Regions from separate parts of the Mus musculus genome. Here all the other regions are linked to region 4. A link is a contact called in public HiChIP or PLAC-seq data. All regions are on one chromosome and are shown on one strand. The core of a region is the stretch at or near the end of the contact, and the rest is flanking DNA. Distances in the headings are between cores, read along the strand shown.

The links. HiChIP or PLAC-seq counts read pairs in DNA pulled down with a chosen protein or histone mark.
Region 1: an H3K27ac HiChIP or PLAC-seq map of embryonic stem cells shows a contact between it and region 4, with 9 read pairs. The contact joins the enhancer-like site here to the promoter of Slc25a33 in region 4. A contact is called at or near these places in 9 of 39 promoter capture datasets (the 3T3-L1 cell line, the C10 cell line, cranial neural crest and 5 more), 1 of 15 datasets of contacts at CTCF or cohesin (the NIH/3T3 cell line), 1 of 484 Hi-C or Micro-C datasets (liver), 11 of 115 datasets of contacts at active chromatin or transcription factors (embryonic forebrain, embryonic stem cells, epiblast stem cells and 6 more) and 1 of 9 other capture datasets (adipose tissue).
Region 2: an HNF4G HiChIP or PLAC-seq map of pancreatic cancer cells shows a contact between it and region 4. The contact joins the promoter of Ube4b here to the promoter of Slc25a33 in region 4. A contact is called at or near these places in 1 of 39 promoter capture datasets (the SN4741 cell line), 2 of 484 Hi-C or Micro-C datasets (B cells and natural killer cells), 1 of 115 datasets of contacts at active chromatin or transcription factors (pancreatic cancer cells) and 1 of 9 other capture datasets (liver).
Region 3: a contact with region 4 is called in an H3K27ac HiChIP or PLAC-seq map of microglia, with 4 times the contacts expected there. The contact joins the promoter of Car6 here to the promoter of Slc25a33 in region 4. A contact is called at or near these places in 2 of 39 promoter capture datasets (liver and stem cell-derived epiblast-like cells) and 1 of 115 datasets of contacts at active chromatin or transcription factors (microglia).
Region 5: an H3K27ac HiChIP or PLAC-seq map of the NIH/3T3 cell line shows a contact between it and region 4, with 3 times the contacts expected there. The contact joins the enhancer-like site here to the promoter of Slc25a33 in region 4. A contact is called at or near these places in 8 of 39 promoter capture datasets (the 3T3-L1 cell line, cranial neural crest, frontonasal cranial neural crest and 4 more), 1 of 15 datasets of contacts at CTCF or cohesin (the NIH/3T3 cell line), 2 of 484 Hi-C or Micro-C datasets (B cells and liver), 14 of 115 datasets of contacts at active chromatin or transcription factors (the 230-238 cell line, the NIH/3T3 cell line, T-cell acute lymphoblastic leukemia and 9 more) and 1 of 9 other capture datasets (bone marrow-derived macrophages).

What each region holds. Positions count from the first base shown.
Region 1 is chr4:150,040,245-150,042,944 of GRCm38.p6, forward strand. The region is part of intron 5 of Gm13067 (a long non-coding RNA gene); the gene reads left to right. Among named protein-coding and RNA genes, the nearest start is that of Gm13067, 12 kb to the left of the region's middle. Within about 2 kb of position 1,272, at least 19 of the 459 cell types and tissues checked have an H3K27ac peak or open chromatin away from gene starts, as enhancers often do. A contact at or near this core is called in embryonic stem cells, where this site is marked.
Region 2 is chr4:149,425,213-149,427,912 of GRCm38.p6, forward strand. Ube4b (ubiquitination factor E4B) reads right to left here and starts at 1,419. Exons shown (of 27, transcript NM_022022.3): 1 at 670-1,419. The coding sequence starts at 693.
Region 3 is chr4:150,199,834-150,202,533 of GRCm38.p6, forward strand. It overlaps Car6 (carbonic anhydrase 6), which reads right to left and starts at 1,302. Exons shown (of 8, transcript NM_009802.2): 1 at 1,204-1,302. The coding sequence starts at 1,276.
Region 4 is chr4:149,773,015-149,775,714 of GRCm38.p6, forward strand. Slc25a33 (solute carrier family 25, member 33) reads right to left here and starts at 1,253. Exons shown (of 7, transcript NM_027460.2): 1 at 986-1,253. The coding sequence starts at 1,041.
Region 5 is chr4:150,059,501-150,062,200 of GRCm38.p6, forward strand. No RefSeq gene overlaps it. Among named protein-coding and RNA genes, the nearest start is that of Mir34a, 7.6 kb to the right of the region's middle. Within about 2 kb of position 1,256, at least 160 of the 459 cell types and tissues checked have an H3K27ac peak or open chromatin away from gene starts, as enhancers often do. A contact at or near this core is called in the 230-238 cell line, B cells, the NIH/3T3 cell line and 4 more, where this site is marked.

The DNA of each region.
Region 1 (2,700 bases), core at 22-2,521, 270 kb after region 4:
GTGGGTGGCATAGGCCTTTAGTCCCGGCTCTTGGGAGGCAGAGGCAGGAGGATCTCATTGAGTTCAGACCCAGCCTGTTCTACATTTCCAGGTGCAGGACAGTCAGAACGAAAGAGAGAAGCCCTGTCTCAAACAAAACAAAACAATGTAACAAAATGTAACAAAGTGGAAAGGAAAGGGAAACCTGAGACCAGCAAGACGATTCAGGGACAAAACTGACTTCTGCAAGTCCTCTGATGTCCACACGTGGGCTTTATAAATGAGCATGTATGTGGGTGACTATGCTGCCCTGGCCGTCACTGGCTGACTATGCTGCCCTGGCCATCACTCTCTCCTCAATGCAGAGACCCTGGAGGGAGGGAGGATCTGTGTCCAGGGTTACCCCTGTGGCAAGGTGTGCTGCCCTTCAGGGAAGACGAGACATTGTGGAACAAAAGGCTGAGTGAGGTTTTCCATTGCTCACATTACAAATGAGAAAACTGAGGTTCAGGGAAGTTGAAGCTTTCAAAGGTCACCACGAAGCAGCTCAGTGGGTAGAAGGAGAGAAGTGACTCCCGAAAGCTGTCCTCTGATTGCCACACACTTCCAACCTGTCCTCTGACAGACAGACAGATACACACACACACTCACCCCACATAAAGTAATTAATCAGTTAATTAATTAATTATTTGTAAAAGGAGAGGAAGAGAGAAAGGAAGAAAACTAGGCTTGCCAGTACATGTCTGTCTTGTAAGCCCAGCTCTTGGGAGGCAGAGGCAGGAGGATCAGGAGTTCAAGGCCATCCTGAGCTGCACAGTGAATCTGAAGCCACCTGACATTTGAAACTATGTTTCAGGCTGGGCGTGGTGGCACATGCCTTTAATCCCAGCATTTGGGAGGCAGAGGCAGAGGCAGTGGAATTTCTGAGTTCAAGGCCAGCCTGGTCTACAGAGTGAGTTCCAGGACAGCCAGGACTACACAGAGAAACCCTGTCTCAAAAGAGAGAGAGAGAGAGAGAGAGAGAGAGAGAGAGAGAGAGAGAGAAGAAAAAAAGAAGGAAGGAAAGAAAGAAAACAGAAAGAAAGAAAAGAAAAAAAACCCATGTCTCAAAAAAATATTTTTTCTTCTGTTTTTAAGAAAAAAAGAAAGCAGGCTTAGAGTGAGTTAGGGGAAAGTTCATTTGACTCTTGGGAAGACAAGGCCTCATAGGAAGGACTTTCATAGAGGAATGATGTGGGCTGCCCTCCTGTATGAATCACTCCTGACTCTGTGTTGATCATGGACTCTGGTGAGCAAGGGTCGAGTGACACCAGGTAGGACACCAGGCAGTCACACAGTCAAGAGCAGTGGAGTGACTGGGAGATTAGAAACAACGCATGTGTCAGGAAGGTAGAGGAGTCCTGAGGCGGAGTGCTTTGGGTGGGGGCAGCAGGCTCGGCTGCTGGATGGGATAGCCTATGGTACGTGAGTATCTGGAGCCCTGGCAGGAGGAAGTTGCTGTCTTCAGAGCTGGGGTGGCCCCAGAGAAGTACCATGAATAAGTGGGGTACAGCTGGGACCTTAGCTTTGTGTGTGATGTTCCTCTACGCATCCTGGGACTTTGCACTGATAATTGAGTTGGAGGATAGGGCGTGACTTCAGGTGTTAATGTTACTGGGAGTCCTGAGTAGACAGGAATGTTAGGGAAGAGAATAATAGTGTAAGGGCCAAGCCCTGGTATCCTCCAGCTAGAAGAGAGAGGCAAGCAGAGGAGGAGCCCGCAGAAGAGACCCGTGAATGACAGGAGGCACTGCTGAGGGCCCTGAGGGTGATAACTGCAAAGACCAGGAGTCAGAGCTCCAAAGACCAGGAATCAATGTGCCGTCAGCCCTCCACATCAGAGGCTCCGAACCAATGGCTGGATGGATTGATAGGGGGATCCCTCAAGACATGGGCAAGATATAAATAGGATTTGTTGTTTGGGTTTTTTTTTTCTTCCTTCCTTTTTCCATTCTTTGCGTGTGTGTGTGTTCGTCTGTCTGCCTCTCTCTCTGTATGTGTGTATGTATACACATTTACATATGTGCAGGCACAAGTATGTGGGGTGTCCATGAGCGTAGGTGTGTGTATGTGCATGTGAGACCCCGAGGCTGGCATTGGGATTCACCCTCAAGGGCTTTTCCACCTTCGTCAATGAGGCAGGGCCTCTCAATCAAACCCAGAGCTCACCAGTGCAGCCAGTCTAGCTACCCAGATTACTCGGGAGGTCTCTTGTCTCTGCCTTCCAAGGCTGAACTTCAGGTGGGCCAACAAGTCCATGCAGCCTTTAGGTGGATTCTTGGGATCTGAACTCTGGACCCCATATTTAGGTAGCAGGTGCTTAATCACCAAGTTGTATCACAGCCTATGGGCTGTGGTGGTGCTGTTTTGTTTTGTTTTGTTTTGTTTTTTGAGACAGGGTCTTCTTATTTAGCCCAGGCTGGCCTGGAACTAAAGGTCCTTCTGTGTCAGAGTCTCATGTCCTGGGATTACAGGAACATTCCACCACACCAGGATTTGAAAGCAGCTTTAATGCTGCCTCCCTAACCCACTAGACATGAAATCAAGAATCACTCAGACTTGGGGGTCAGGGAAAGGCAGAGTCAGCACAGCAAGGTGAATGGCTGCTGGCCAGTGAGCTATCTGATCTGTAGACCCCATTGGTGGACGCCCTGGCCTCCACCATGAACTTCTTGCAGAAGT
Region 2 (2,700 bases), core at 169-2,668, 350 kb before region 4:
AATCTTTTTAACTATTAAGTATATACACTTTGTTAATGTTAAATCTCAAGGAATCTGTAACTACCTCTCAAACACAAAGGTACCTTTGATAATTTATTACAATGAAATGGTCACATGTATCTGGGATTTCAAATCCTTCCCTTTAAAACTGCCATTAAACATCATGATTTTATGCAAAATTGTTCTTTAAAACCCCCGACGACGCAGACACACACAATATACCACGATCTAAATCGCGCCCCTCTTTCTCGAACACCCTTTTAAAAAGATTGAACACCTTCAAGATGCTCCTCACCACCCCACCCCCGTCTTCAGACCCTAAAAGAAAGAAAAGCGAGTGGAGTTCCGAATGAAGAAACGAGAGAGAATAAAGGAGAATAAAACGAGAGACCCTCTTGCATTCTCTATCTCTGGAGAATTTTAGTGATCGAGTAAACATACTGAGACGGTAGCCCAAAGTGGAGCCAAGGGCTTCTTACAATACAGCCAACCTGATGATGAATGACTACTTCCATTATATTTCATTATTCTTGAAAATGCCATCTCCGTTGCCTCCCCAATCCCAAGAGCCCGACACCACCAGGGCAAAAATCTGTCCCCATCCAAAGCGCCAAAGAGTTGCCAAGTAATCCTTTCAAGGTGCCCCCCCCCACGCCCCAGCCTCCTCACCTCGTCAGCGCTCAGCTCCTCCATCGCTTTCCTCTTAATGGTGAAAGGCGTTAGAGAGATCCTTCAGTTCTTGAGACCAGGGCGGGAGCAAAGGAAGAGTGGAAGGTATCTATCGGGCTGTCTGGTCCCCCAATGGGGGAGGTTTCAGAATTGCATAGTCAGAGGTTAAAAACTAAGAACACGAGGCACTGAATCGCCTTGGCTTCGGCCGCTCGCACCGCCGCAGCCTCCTCCAGCAGCAAGCGCCCAGAGCTGCCGCCTCTGGCCACGGCCACCGCTATGGGGTCCTCTCCAGGCGCCACTGACTCCCCTCAGCTTCCCAGGTTACCCAGGGCGGGCGGCGCGGTCTCCAGCTCGGCTCGTGCCCGCTGCGCGCCGTGTCTTCGTGGCGGTGACGCGGCAGCTGCGTTTTTTTCTCCCGCAGACCCTGCTCCGGGTCCCACCCCTGGGCCCAGGCGGGAACAGCTCCACTGCACACTGGATGCCCCCGAGGCGCGGCGACCCTACAGCAGCCCAGGCAGAGCCCAGCACCGGACCGGGAAGCCCCTCCCCTCTAAAAGCAGGCCAGGCTCGCCCCGCCTCCACGCGAGAACCCCGGTGGGGGGCAGGGGAGGGACGGGACTGGCGAAGCCCTCGCTGGAAGCGTAAATCCTCCTACCCCTCCAACCCTACTCTTACCCCCTCGCCCCACCAAGAATTATTCATCAAAACAACAGGGCGGCCATCTTTGAAAGGGGTCACGTGACCCTCGCCGGGGAGGCGGGGCTTCTCGCTCTGGGATTCGCCAGCCAATAAGCAGCGGGCGTCGCGCCGCCGATTTCCTCTTCGCTTGCATCCTGTCCCCGCCCCCTGCCCCACCCCCTCTTCCCTGAGCGGCGCCAGGCGGGGGGAGGGGCGAGAGGGGCTGCTAAGAGGAGACGAGGAGGAGGCGGGGCGGACAGTCACCATGGAGACTGAGCGGAGGCGAGGGGCGCGGTGGGCGGGGCCCAGGTAGAATTGCTGAGGGCAGGATGTGCCAATCCGAATATGGCCCTTCCACGGGCTCTCCCCTGCGCCTTGGGTTTCTGCGGTGCTAGTTTGTTCCCATGTGGATCCTGCTGTGGAGTGACTTGGAAATCCTCCAGGATGCTGCAAGCCGGCTACAGACATTAGAAGAACTGAGGAATCGGAAACACATTTGCTTTCTGCAGGGAGCATTTAGCACCATCCTGCAAATACCTTGTCCCACTCTTTTCCTCCCCCAGGAAAACCCATGGAAGAAAACTAACAGGATCTTAATTTTATTTTACCTTGTTCTTTTAGAGAGGTGCTCTGCTTTAAGGGTGTAGAGACTCAAATTATTGAGAAATGTATTGAACAATGACTTAGTAACTAACCCTTTGTAATGCCAGCTCGGCCGGACAACAAAAACTTACTTTACAATCAATGTATAAATACAAATTGAAAAATCTAACAGAACCGTGAAAATCCAGATTTTGCCACAAAGTATATATCGTATGGCTTACAAAAGCCATAATCATCTCGTTCTTAATTGTTCTTGAGACAGAATCTTGCTATGTATTTCAGATAGCCCCAAATTTGAAATCCTGCCTGAACGCTGGGGTATGCACCACCATCACAGATTACCCAACTATAACATTAATGTATGTATATGTGTATACATGTATGTATTTGAAACAGGGTCTCGCTGGCCTGGAACTCACAGAGATCTGCCTGCCTCTGCCTCCCAAGTGCTAGGGTTCATTACCGGCTACTCTTAGCTGAACTATAATCTTAAACATTCCACTCCTGTTTAAAAGAGTTACAGTTGATCTTATCCAAGGGGACAAGAAGTGACTAAAATAGTTACAATTTGTTTGCTACATGCTAAAAATGGGAACATGACTATTAGATATGCAAAGAGTCTGTGAGTAAAATTAAATCGCTGCAGGCTTTTCAGGACTGCATTCTACTTTCCAGGAAATGAATTCTGTGTAAGCCATTTTGCACCCCTAGTTACACTGATGTCAATTACATTGTTTTTCTGAAAAC
Region 3 (2,700 bases), core at 52-2,551, 430 kb after region 4:
ACCATGCGCAGCTCCGTTCAGCGCTTTTTAGTTGTGGATCCTTGCAGGGTAGCTTTGAATGAGCACACAGCTTGTTCTAGTCACGGTGCTCGGGTTGGGGCCTCTTGGTTTGCAGTCAACAAAAAAGTTAATTATTTTCTCCCCACTGCTCAATAATTCAAACCAAGTTTCGAGCACAGCCCCTCCCTTGATCCAGCGCTTTGGGTCTGGGTCTCAAGGCTAGTGGGAAGGAGCCAGGTGCATAGCTCAACTGTAGAGCTTCCGTAGCACATACAAGGCCGGTCTCCAACCCTAGTGCTAGGGGAAAAGAGACAGAGAACCTCAGGCATTCACAAAAGTTACCCTGTTCTCCAGGCCCACTGGGGGGCCGTGAGAGGGAGACCTTCAGTATGGGAATCTACGAAACCATAAGGAAGATGGGGATTTGCCATACGAATCCTCCATCTCATGTCACCCCTGAAGCTCTGCCGGTCTGAAGACACTGAAAAGCCACCATGCTCCCAGGCAGGCGTGCGTTCCATCTCCCAACAGGTAACGTACGGAACTGCCCTCTGAACGGGATTATCTGAGCCTCCACAATGTCCCTGACTGTCACCTTCATCTAGGACTTATAGTCTGCTCTGGATGTGTGTCCTGTGTGAGAGGGAGTTGGTCCTATGTCCCTCTGGCCTCCTGCACCATCCAGCAGCCTACAGCCTCTCCAGGCACTATGACCCCCAACCCAGTTCTAGGAAGCTACAAGTGGGAAGATTCTCCTTGAGGAGTCTGACTGAGCATCTGAAGGTCAGGTCAGTGAGCTCTGGCAGAGGCAAGGTATCCTGGATGAGTTGTGAGCAGGCACATTCCTGAGGAGGAAGCGGTCTGTGATTTAGTAGTCTCTATGAGGCCTTGGTTGTCCTTTCTAGAAGCCATTTTGTCACATATTCTGATACCAATAACAACCTCACAGTGAGAAGTGGGTTCTCAAAGAAGCCAGTCCTGGATGGGGAAAGATTTTAAAGCTGCCAAGTAAAGCCAGGCAGAGGCAGGGAAACCCTGTCTCCTCTTCTCACTCATTGGGGTTTTAAGTCTATTTGTTGTTCATTCAGAGATAGCAAAACACATGTGAACCCACAAGGAGCAGGTGGACCCCGACAGAGGACCCACATGCAGTGCAGAGGGCTGCTTTGTCACTCTGTCCTGAAGTGCCAGGTGTTGGCTTACCTGAATAGCTCCAATCACTGTGGGCCTGGATGCCCAGGAAGAACAGGGACACCACGCTCACCAGGGCCCTCATGGCAGATGCTGTAGCCCTGAATGCAGGACAGGTTCTGGGCTGCACTTCTTTTAAATGCCCAGAAACTGTAAATAACAATTTACCAGGTCCAGCTGGCTGATCCGCCCTTGCTGCGCCCACTGAGCAATAACACCCTCCCCACAATGGCCCTTCTGACTTGGTGCCTGTGCACGTGCCTCACCTCCTCCCAGGGCATTACCATAGCCAATTAGCCCATGTCTGGTTGTTCAACATCTTTGGGAACTCAGTTCAGTGGCCACACAGTGCAGCCATTGTGGACCTTGGATGATGAGCGAGCTGGAGGGATTGAGAAGAGCCCGAGGCACAGCGCACCCGGAAGCAGGGGCTTCCAGGACAGTGGCCTTATGTCCTCTGCCCTTTCTCCTGGCTGCTGAGTGAAGTCACCAGGGTCTGAAAACCATGCCAGATTCCAGTTGGTATTTCCTGCCTGTCCCAGAGTGGACATAAGAACATCCCTGATGGCTCAAGGGTTGACCCCCATTCCCTGGCCAGCTAGGCAACTGGGAAGATAGTCTTATATCCTAGCTTTAGGCAAGAACAGGAGGAGCCCAGTTAGAGGCAGAGATAGGTTTATCCAGCCCTTGACCTTGGAGCCAGGCTTTTCTCTTTTTTTGAAGAGCAGCCAGTGCTCTTAACTTCTGAGCCATCTCTCCAGCCCTCAGCCTGCTTCCTTCCTTCCTTCCTTTCTTTCTTTCTTTCTTTCTTTCTTTCTTTCTTTCTTCCTTTCTTTCTTTCTTTCAAAAATTTATTTATTTTATGTATGTGAGTACACTGTAGTTGCACAGACTGTTGTGAACCTTCATGTGGTTGTTGGGAATTTTAGGACCTCTGCTAGCTCTGGTCGGCCCCACTTGCTTAGTCTCTGCTCGATCCAGCCCAAAGATTTATTTATTATTATAAATAAGTACACTATAGCTGACTTCAGACATACCAGAAGAGAGTGTAAGATCTCATTATCGGTGGTAGTGAGCCACCATGTGGTTGCTGGGATTTGAACTCAGGACCTTCAGAAGAGCAGTCAGTGCTCTTGCCTGCTGAGCCATCTTGCCAACATGGAGCTGGGCTTTTGAGCTACATCTGTACACATGCCTTGGAGACACTGAGGTAGAGGAGGTGTGGGTGCTCCTATGTTCCTGGGGATTTGTTCTGACAGCTACAGTGCACTTGGGAACACCAAGGCTGAGTCCAAAAGTTGCCTGATCCTTGTGCATCTATGTAGATAATGAAAGAGAAATTGGTATTATGCCTGCCTGATTAGCCAGCGTATCCCATGTCCTTCAGAGACGCAAAGGTGTAGGCAGGTGGGGCTCCTGGAGGGAGCTGGCCAGATGCAAAGAACTGATCTGCTCTGGCAGAGAATCGATCTGCTCTCTGGGATAGCAAAGTGGTAGCGTGTCGCTGTA
Region 4 (2,700 bases), core at 3-2,502:
GACGGGTGAAAGGTACTGCCAGCCTGCCAGGTAAAAGGACCAAGGCACCAGAAACCCTTTCATCACCGTTATTTTCTGGATAACCCTTTCATTAACCATTACTTTCTAGTATATGGAACTGTTTAGGTCCAGTTATAGTTCTCAAGTGAAGATGATAACACAGGAAAAACGCTGCATGTTATGTAAAACTTAAATAGCTGGGCTAAATCTCAAAGAGCTCTTCATGACCCCAGGGCTGGGGACACAGCTCCATAGATAGTTTGAAAAACCAGCACCAAAAGGGTCCCAAGCCACTAGCAGCTATGACAAAAGGAAAAGAAAAATACTATTTAAAAAAGAAAACCCCAAACTTTCGTTTTTTTAGGGGGTTAATTCAGCTCCTAGTTGTATCCTCCTATCATGATGTGTTCCTCCACTGAAAATCACTGAAAGGTGCTTTAGGATCGATTAGCACTGACCAACCTTCCGAGGTCCCCATTTACCGTCCCACGTGGTGCAGACCAGCATCCGTTCCCCCCCAACCCCCCATACTCCGCAGGGCAGGCCACGGGCTGCCCTGCGACACCTGCCCGCAGCTCTGACCCAGCGCAGTACCTCCTGGGCTAGCTGCCCCGGGACCTCCAGCATCCGCACCTCTGCAGCGGTGAGTGACCGCAGCGTGATCAGGAAAACGCCAGGAGGCCGGAGCCACAGGGGCTCGGCGCGATCGCCCCTGGTGACAGTCACACCAGCCAGGAATTGTTCAAAAGGAGAATACGGCGAGAGGCGGCCGGTGGGTGGGGGATGGGACCGCGGACGCGCCGGGTGGAAAGCCGCCGTGCCGGCTGACCCCGCGGTGGGGACGCCGAAGCCACGACCCTCCTGGGCTGCCCGTCCTGGCTTCACCCCAGTCCGCGACGGACGGGAAACGCGGATTCCCAAGGCCACGGCACGCAGGGGGAGAAGGCCGGGGCTGAGGCGAGAGCAGCTCGGGCCCCAGACTCACCCGCCGGCGAAGAGATGAAGCAGCGTGTTCTCTTTCTGCTGAGTGCCCGTCGCCATGGCCGCGCCGGCTCCGCGGCCCGCCGCAGCCGCTCGTGGGACGCGCGAGGTCTTGAGCTCCGCTGGCTTCGCTGCCTTCCTCAGGCAGCCGCCGACGCGCCCATGCGCGCGGGAGGCCCAGGCGCCCGGCTCCCTCCGCGGCGTCGCGCCCGGCCAGTCAGCGGCCTCTGCGGCGCTTTCCAGCCGCTAGGCAGAGAGCCTAGCGCGCGGCCGTCACGTGGCGGAGGCCGGGCCGTGACGTCGCGGGGCGCGGCGCGGCGGAGGTGTGGGCCCGGATCCCGTACGCCTATTGGACGGCAGGTGGATGTGGGCGTGGCGGTCGTGCAACGCGGGGCGGGATCAGGCCCCGAAGGGCTGCTCAGGATAATAAGAGGATGACCAGCAAACTGGTCAAAGCTGCTTGGTCCTTCTCAGAGGCTGGAAACTGAGTGTGTAACCATGCCCTATGCTCCAAACCTCTTCTTCTTTTTCTTCTTTTTAAAATTATGTTTATGTGTGTGTGATTTGTTTTTTTTTAAGACAGTCTTACATTGCAGTCCTGGACTGCCTGGAACTTGCCATGTAGACCAAGCTTGGCCTCAAATTCACATTTTATCCGCCTGCCTCTGCCTCCCAAGTGCTGGGCCTAAAGGCGTGCGCCACCACTACCCAGCACCTTGGAACTTTCTATGTAGACCAAGATAACCTCGAAGTCACATTGATCCTTTTGCCTCTGCCTCTCCAGTGCTGAGATTACCCAGCTGTTTTTTGTGGTTTTTATTGTGTGTTTTTAAGGGATGTCATGGGTTCACACATGCCACTGTCTAATGGTGAAGACCAGAGCACAGCTTGCAGGAGTCAGTTTTGCCTATTCATCATGCAGGTCCCAGGAATTGACTTGTTTTTTGAGACAGGGTTTCTCTGTGTAGTTCTAGGTGTTCTGGAACTTACTGTGTAGACCAAACTGGCCTCAAACTCACAGATCTACCTGCTTCTGCCTCCTGAGTGCTGTGATTGAAGGCATGAGCCACCATGCCTCACGGGTCCCAGGAATTGGACTCAAGTTGTCGGATTTGGCTGCAAGTACATTTACCCTGAGCTCCCGATCTTTTTAAGAATTTCATTCTGTAATATTTCCATGTATAAACATGTATGGTGATTACATATTACATCTCACAGCTCTGAGCTTAAATAGGAAAAAAAAAAAAAAAACACGTCACCTAAACAGCCTGCCCTCCTCTAGCCTACCCTTAGTGTTTTGTGTGTTCTTGATCTTTCTATAAATAGCATTATATTTGGTATGTATTTTGCAGTGTGAATTTTGTACTGTGTGCGCTGATGCTCGGACTTGAGCGACCCAGATCGCTCCTCCCCTTAAATATCCTGGACCACTGCCACAGTGAGCCTGGCATCTTCTTACCTCCAGGTCTGGCTCTTGGCTGGGCTTTGCCTGGTTGCCCTGGCAGCACCCTGATCACATGGCTTCGGTGACTCCATGTGGGCTCGTGTACTCACTCTGTTTTATTCAAACTGTTTGTCCCATTCTGGAATGCAAGCTCCATGGGAGTGGGGGGCCTTGTTTTTACACTTCATGGTTGTTCTTAACAGATTGTTCCTGTCACGGTACCTGCCACCTAGTACTGCCCAGGGAACTAATAAACAAATGTCCTAGATTGAACT
Region 5 (2,700 bases), core at 6-2,505, 290 kb after region 4:
GTGATGGTGGATGTTGGTGGGAACCAGCTGTGGGGTCACTAGTGTGATGGTGGATGTTGGTGAGAACCAGCTGTGGGGTCACTAGTGTGGTGGTGGTGGGAACCAGCTGATGTCACTAGTGAGACCCATGGGATGCTTGGAACTAGGTGGCAAGAGGAAAGTTGGCCTGGCAGATCACCCCAGGCTGGGGTCTGTTTCCTTGCAGAGACAAGGAGCCCACAGGCTTGCCCTTGCTACAGGGAGGAGCTCTTACAAGCAAGGACCCTCAGAACTGAGGGTCACCTGAGTCACTGTCGGTGAATTCCACAGAAGGAAAGGGGCTTTCAGAGGGTGGGGGCAGCTTCTCCACCACAGGGCTATTAACATTTAGATCAAAGTCCTTGTTTGGGGGGACTGTCCCGTGAGCTAGAATGCCCAGCATTTCCAGCCCCCGCCCAGGGCAGCAAACACATATGTTTTCAGACATTGCCAGAGCCCCTTGGGAGGCAAACCGTCTTCCGCAGCAGTTCTGGTCAGAGGCTTCAGCGGAGGGCTTTCTGGGACCACAGCTCAGTGCCTGAAGCGGCCACTGGCTTGGTACCGCTTCCTTTGTTCCTTCCTGAGAAGCTGAGCTCATTGGCTTGGTGGGGTGTTTTCATTGACTCACCAGCTGTAACCACAAGTGGCCTTCCTACTTGGGGGGATCCCAGATGACTTTATCATGGGAGTTGGTATGTAAATACATAATTCTTCTTTTTCTAAATTGAAGCTAGTAGACACCCCTCACTACACACACACACACACACACACACACACACACACACACACTTTAGCCTAGCCTGGTAAGTGCTTTCTTAGCCCATTACGAGCCTGCAGCACTGCACCTTGCCCTGAGGTTTTCTGCAGCCAGCCAGCGTCTTGCTGGTTTGGGCTCCAGCCCCAGGGTCTGGTGGATGATGTAAGAGCCAGGGAAGTTGGTTGTGTTTGTGGGATTTTTTTTTTTAGGCCTTCTATCCAAGGCCTGGTGTGGGGGAAAGACAGAAGCCCGACTATGTGAACAGAGGGGTCAGAATCCTAGGTGGACTACTGGAGCCTGCCCAGGGTACTGACCCCGTGTGGAGGACCGGCTCCTGGAACGAGGCCTGGCGTGTCAGTCGGTTCCTCTTGGGGTAGCTGAGCGAAGGTGCTGGCTTTGAGTTGAGGCTTCATAAAGTGTTCCTCGCAGACAGGCACACCCTGCGTGAGGCCCGAGACCTGCCGGGCCACTCCCAGCCGCGGGCAGCTGCCTCCTGTTGCTGTGTGAATTCCATCAGGGCGACTCTCTGCTCCTTCCTCTGCCTCTCTACTACCTTAGGAAATCTGGGGTCTGTTTTTCCGGTTTGAGTCTTACAGTTGGGAACCCACCCTGCATCTATTGGGAAACTCTCTGTGTGTCTCCAGCTTCCCCATTGGGCTCTCACTGGGTCTCTTCTGCTGTGACTCTCCAAGACTCCCCTTCTTTGGACAGCTCAGAAGCACATGGTCCGAACCCAAGGGTCAGACATCCATCCGGCTTCGTTGTAAACACTGTGTCTGTGACCTTCTACCCAGACGGGGCTGTGTGTGTAGACGCTACCCCCGTGCCAGGCACGGGGTCAAAGGGAAGAGAAGCGAAATCTGCCTGCTCAGGCCTCTTGATCCTGGGTAACAGGGAAATTGCCAATGATGCTCGCAGCCCAGAGCCCCTGTCCCCCACCCCAGCTATGCCAATCAGCACCTCGGTGAGTCCAGCAAACCAAGCCATCCCCTAACAAACCAGCAGCACCCAAGAACTCAGGGATTCTTTTTGAAGTTTAGGAGCAAGAGGGACAGATGGGCCCTGTGTGCTCACAGCAGAGCTTAGGGAAGAGGCCCGGCACAGCCTCTGGGCTCCTAAAGGCCACTGCCCATGCCTTTCCACGTCTCTGGACAGCTCTAGGTTCTGTGGATTCCAGTGTCTGTGGTAGACGGAGCCAGCCCATGGATGGACAGTGGAACTGCTTCCTCCAAAGAGCTTGCCCACAGAGATAGAACAGCCCTAAGATATGGCCGTGGCCAGGCTAACTTCCAGACCAGGCCCCACCCAGCCTCACCCGCATGACTGACTATACAGGCTAGCGTGCTCAGGTGTGGGACTGGGGATTTTCCTCCCTCTCCCCTCTTCCCCTCTCCTCTTTGTTCTTCCTTTACTCCCTCTGGCTTTTGGGTCAGCATCCAGATGACTCAGGGAGACGACTCAGTGCCTGCTTCCCTGGGCAAAGGAACAGCGGCGGCGGGGAGGGACAAGGGACAGGTGAGTGCACACCTCTGCAGGGGCCCAGGTAGGTGCTGGCAGCTAGCCCAGCTCCTAGCAGCTGTGCCCGCCTGAGGGGGCAGTGAGCTGAGCAGGTCAGACAGGTGGAGCCAGCCGGCCTGGCTACCCATCCCCAGCCACTCGGGGCCTCCCTTGGTTTACTGAGAAGTGAACCACCCTTTTCTTTCTCCCACTGCCTTAGTTGCCTGGCGCCCTTAGGGACCGTTTCCAACATTGGACAAGGACATTGGGAGTGGAGAACGGATTGCCAGTTGGCCTTGGAGAAGCACGTGTGGTTTTCAGGCCCTTGGCTCTGAGAGGCAGATCTCTCTCACAAGGAGCCCAAATGGTTTGTGGCAAATTGAGGAGACAGGTCTAGAAACCTTAGGGAGATCTGCCACTGGAAGAGA